Linked DNA regions of Xenopus laevis: region 1 is linked to region 2. Evidence: chromatin contacts called from public Hi-C data. All regions are on one chromosome and are shown on one strand. The core of a region is the stretch at or near the end of the contact, and the rest is flanking DNA. Distances in the headings are between cores, read along the strand shown. Region 1 overlaps nxn.L (nucleoredoxin-like). Region 2 holds the start of nxn.L (nucleoredoxin-like).

Region 1 (2,700 bases), core at 27-2,526, 74 kb before region 2:
CAGAGGAACACAGTGTGTAGGGTCCACTGCTCTCAGCCTGTGTATTTTCTGCAGACTGAGAGAAGCAGATCTAGTCCCAACTGCACCTCAGTGAATCTACGGACAAATACAGTTTCCGCCCCGATCGGCTACCAGAAATCGGCCCAAAAATGCATGCTGTCATGGTTTCAGGCCTCTCCCCTTTATATAGCCCAGTGGAACCAGACACTGTACATGTCATTACAAGTGCAGACTGGACTGCTTCTCCCAGCCTGCCAAAAATGTGCAGGCCGAGCACAGTGGAGCCTACTCTTCATCTGCCTTTGCCCTTTGTCATGTATGTGCAATAAAGTCAAATGCAAAGTGAGGTGTCCAGGGGGATATTGTCACAATAAAACAACAAGTTATTATTAATGATTTATCTACATGTGGTTAACAAGGTGGGTAATACTGGGTCTTACACCATCATAGTCAGAGCTGCCCTTTATACTATAAAACCCTTCCCAGCGCCCCCCCCCCTCACCCTTTCCACATACAGTAAATGGAGATAACATTGCTGATTTGCCCAACAACGATGGCAAGGCACATTTCCCTAGCATTCTTTAACCATTAGCTATCAGAGTTGAATCCGTCCTTGGAGAGATAAGGCTTCTTACATTCCACTTTCATACATTCCTTTGCGAGAAGGATTTCTGCACAGATTTGGCTTCCACTGTAACATAATATCATGTGTTTCTTTCTGTACTAATTCATTACAAATTGCATTACAGAGTGGACAAGGTCTTGTCTATTGAACGGTATCGTATTTGCACATATCTGGCACGAGATAAGGGTATCGGATAACCTGATGTGGCATGCGTAGAACATTTCTTCTTTGTTTTCTTTTTGTGTGTGGGAACTGCCATATAGCTTCTATCAGAAAGCACAACATGATGATATATTATAGAATGCATAGCACATGCCTTCTCTGCATACTGTATTTGACTTTGACGTGAACAAGAGCTGCCATATTGCTTGCCTTGGTAAAGCTTTTCTCTGTAGACAGCCTCTATGGTCACTAAATGGAACACAGGAGGGCTCATTTATAAACACTGAGCTCCTGGGCAGTAACCCACAGCAACCAATCAGAGGATTGCTTTAAGTGTCCAACCTGCAGCTGAATGAAAAAGCTAATCACTGATTGGTTGCTATGAGTCACTGCCAGCAGCAAATTTGTCCATTGTTTATAAATGAGCCCCAGGGTGCCCTGTAGCTTAACACTTCCTGTGGAATTTTTCAATAGGCCAGGACATTCTGTAAGGACAGAACAATAGGGTTAATTAAGGTGTAGCCCCCTGTCAGACTCGCTGAGCCACTAAAGCATATCATTCCCAATGACATTTAATGCACTCCTCCCTTTTTTATTTTGTTGAAATGAATTCCGCTTTAGTTAGACAGGGCTGCTGAAAAGAAACAGATGTGGCAAAATATATCCGCAGACCTTCCCCTGTTGAATAGAATGAAATAGTGTTCTGGGCAGTGGGTTCAGCTTTCCCTATTGCACTATGGCTACAACATGCCCAGCCAGCAGGGGTAAATCCTTACATGTTAACTATATCATTCTTCAATGTAAGTTAGTCGTAAGGGCTGGATATTATAAATAATTTTGCGAAATCAACTTCCAAGAAGAAAATCAACCCATGTTTAAAGGAGAACCAAACCCTAAAATTGAATATGGCTAGAAATGCCATCTTTTCTATACTGAACTAAGTGAACCAGCCTAGAGGTTTAGCAACTCTATAGTAGTAATGATCCAGGCCTTCAAAGTTGTAACAGGAGTTCACACCTCCCAACATTTTGGAAATAGAAAGAGGGACAAAAAGATTTGCGGCACAGAGTGTGGCGACAATTTTTTTGACCACGGCGATTTTGTCACCACACCCCTTAATTACCATGTTCATTTTACAAAATTTGGCAGGTTATGAAAGTATGAAATTTCTGTGGTTTTTATTTGTTATTACAGTTTTGCTGTATGAAGGTGAATTGCCCTCGTCTGGCGACTAATCGCCTCTTCTTCTGGGCGACAATCTCCCTGAATTGCCTTCGTTTTCCGAAGTCACCCGAAGGAAACTTGTCGGAGGTTGTTGCCCAGAAGAAGAGGCGATTAGTCTCCAGGCGACTAAATCTCCCCGAATCTGCTCTTGTGGACTGACCCTAAAACTGCAAGTCACAGCTCTCCCAAGAGACCTGCTTATCTTAAATTGTTACAAATGTGCACCTGCCACGTATTCTGGGCTCTTTGCCAAAAGCCAATTAAAGGAAAACTATACCACCCAAACAATGTAGGTCTCTATAAAAAGATATTGCATAAAACAGCTCATATGTAAAATCCTGCTTCATGTAAATAAACCATTTTCATAATAATATACTTTTCTAGTAGCATGTGCCATTGGGTAATCATAAATAGAAAATTGCCATTTTAAAAAATAGGGGCCGCCCCCTGGGATTGTACGTTTCACTGTGCACACAAACATACCAACAAACCATACATGTTAGGTCACATGAGCCAATTAACAGACAGAGTTGGTCTTTTGCTTCAACACCTGTTACAGTTAGAGTTGTAGTATTTCTGGTCAGGTGATCTCTGAGACAGCACACAGACCATCACAAAATGGTGGTTAAAGGCAAGAGATGTAAAAGGGCAAGATTTACTTAAATATATATACCAGTTTGGTAAGATTC
Region 2 (2,700 bases), core at 90-2,589:
TTTATATATTTGTGAAAGCAGTATATGTGCTAAATTAGTAGTAGGATACATAATTTGTTTAAAGTAAAATAAGGGAGATTATTACGATATCCATCTGTCAAAAAGTTTACCACCAGAGGATTTTTGCTAACACTTAACTATTTTGATGTAACTGGCTTTTGATTATGACCACCATTTCACTTTCAGTCAGTTTTAATGGAAACATTCCAACGCTTTATAAGCAGGCAGCTCGGTATTGCCAAAAATGTGGAAAATTGCCAGAAACAGGTTGTGTGGTACAAAGGAAGTAGAAGGCTTTGGTTCAACACCTGCACAAAGCAATTATGCTGTGGCAGCAGAGCATATGCAATAGCAACCATGAGCATAACCAAGCTTACAGCTTTCTCAGGATATATTATGAGAAATTCTTAACAAATATACAACAGACTTGAATTCCAAAAAAATAGCATTTAGTCCAGAATAGACATAGCAGCCTGTTCGTGGAGCATTATACATTGCAGTTTTTCTTAGGCAGGTTTAGGACATCAGTGCATAGGTACATAGAAGCAAAATTTGTCCACTCCAGACAGTTCAGAAATGTGGGCAGCTATATTAAATCTGTTATTTTTGGAGCCATTGTCAACTGTACCAAAAACACAGTGCCTGACAGATGTAAGGCAAATGGGCATACTGCACCCATCAATCCCCGTAGCCCCCCCCCCCAGTCTTTTGCTGAACTACAACTAATAGGATGCTGGAATGTGTAGTTCAACACCTGAGAAATCAAAGGCATGTACAGGCAGTGTATTGTTTTAGTTAAGTGCTCAAAGTGAAGCCAATGGATAAAGCATGTTGCAGCCAGGCACTGTCAGGGTCACATTAAAGCTCCTCCGCCCGCCCCTGCCCTTCTCACCTTTCTGTGCTTCTCCTGGTAGGGCAGTGCCAGCCAAGGCATGTCCTTGACAAAGAGCTGCCATTTCTTTTGGTCGGGGTCGGAGGAGACGAAGACGATCTCCAGGCGGTCCCGAGTCTTGCAGTAGAAGTCGTTCAGGCCAGGGAGCAGTTGCAGGCAAGGGGCGCTCATCCCGCAGCCGAACAGCAGTCCGATCAAAGACACCCTGGAGCCCAGAGCCTGCACATCCACTTCCTCCCGTTCCGAATTCACCAGCTTCTCTCCCAGCAGCTCCACAAGCAGCCCGGGGCCCGACATGCTGCTCGGCCTGGCCCCCAACGCTCTTCTGTGCGCTGCTGGATCGGCCTTACACACAGGAGCTCCCCTGCGCCCGGGCGCAGATGATCCGCGTGCGCTGCTAAAGCTGCACTGAGCCTATTGGCTGTGAGACAGGGAGCCGGCTGCACATGGGCACAAACACACGGGGGTGGAGACCAGCGACACTCTCTGGCCGACAGTGCCACCTGGGTGCCAGCGCATAGCCATGCCCCCTGATTATCGCCTATCCCACTTCTGTCGCTGTGTTCTACATAAGCTGTGTCACATCGCATTGGCAACAACTTTGGTCCTATGATTGTTCATTTAATACTAAAAACAACTGTTTTCCTGGGTATATAGTAAGGGCAGTGATAGACCCTGTTCACCTTTAAATTAACTTTTAGTATGATGTAGAGTGATATTCTGAGATCATTTGCAATTGGTTTTTAATTTTTGATTACTTGTGTTTTTAGTTATTTAGCTTTTATTTATTTAGCTTTTTATTCAGAGGCTCTCCAGTTTGCAATTTCAGTAATCTGGTTAGTAGGGTCCAAATTACCTTAGCAACCATGCTCTGTATTGAAAAAAAGACTGGAATATGAAAAGGATGAGGCCTGAATAGAAAGTTCAGTAATAAAAAGCAAATAATATAATGATACATTTGTAGCCTTACAGAACATTTGTTTTTTTTATATGGGGCCAGTGACCCCCATTTGAAATGTGGAAATAGTCAAACGAAGGCAAGTAATTTAAAAACTATAAAAAAAAGACAATATGAAGACCAATTGAAAAATTGATTAGCCATTATCTAAAATACTAAGGGGCATATTTATTATTTTGTGTAAAATGAAATTTGCCGAAAAAACTGTGTAAAATAAATAGGAAATTTATCAAGGTGTGTGTAATTTTAACTCCAGATTTGCCGTTATTTTACATTGCTTCTGGCCGAAGTCACTCTAAGAAAAAACACATGAAAAAATGTTATGCTGTTTTTTACACTGTGAAGCCTGGAAATGTGTACTGTATTATCCCGCTGCTGTTTATACAGCGTAATAAATATACCCCTAGAAATTAATTTAAAGGTGAATAACCCCTTTAAAGGGAACTTCCCCTTAAGGGTTGAGGCATACAGGGAGATTAAGTCGCCTGCAATAAATCTTCCCTACTGCACGTGATTTAAGGGCTAGTCCACACAAGGAGATTCGGGAGATTTTGTCGCCTGGCGACTAATCGCCTCGTGTTTTGCGGGACTATCTCCCCGATCTGCCTCAGCGTTTTTCCCCATAGGCTACAATGCAAAGTCGCCTGCGCTAATGCACATGCGGCGATGCGTTTTCAATAGTCGCCCAAAGTTGCCTCAGTGATCTCCCCGAATCTCCTCATGTGGCCTTACCCTAAAGCGATACTGACATCAGAAAATAACCTTTTTTATTATCTTTCATAACATTGTCTTTGAATGTTATTTATAATGTTGCCATAAAAGTATTTGCCTGATGCTTTTACATTACCTT

What was found. A called contact is a pair of places that touch in the nucleus more often than the background predicts.
Region 1: a contact with region 2 is called in a Hi-C map of animal cap, with 4 times the contacts expected there. The contact joins the enhancer-like site here to the promoter of nxn.L in region 2. A contact is called at or near these places in 3 of 4 Hi-C or Micro-C datasets (the XL177 cell line, the XTC cell line and animal cap).

What each region holds. Positions count from the first base shown.
Region 1 is chr2L:100,258,152-100,260,851 of Xenopus_laevis_v10.1, reverse strand. All of the region lies in intron 7 of nxn.L (nucleoredoxin-like), which reads right to left. Among protein-coding and RNA genes, the nearest start is that of mrm3.L, 17 kb to the left of the region's middle. Within about 2 kb of position 1,276, at least 5 of the 7 cell types and tissues checked have an H3K27ac peak or open chromatin away from gene starts, as enhancers often do. A contact at or near this core is called in animal cap, where this site is marked.
Region 2 is chr2L:100,184,484-100,187,183 of Xenopus_laevis_v10.1, reverse strand. It overlaps nxn.L (nucleoredoxin-like), which reads right to left and starts at 1,339. Exons shown (of 8, transcript XM_018246918.2): 1 at 893-1,339. The coding sequence starts at 1,189.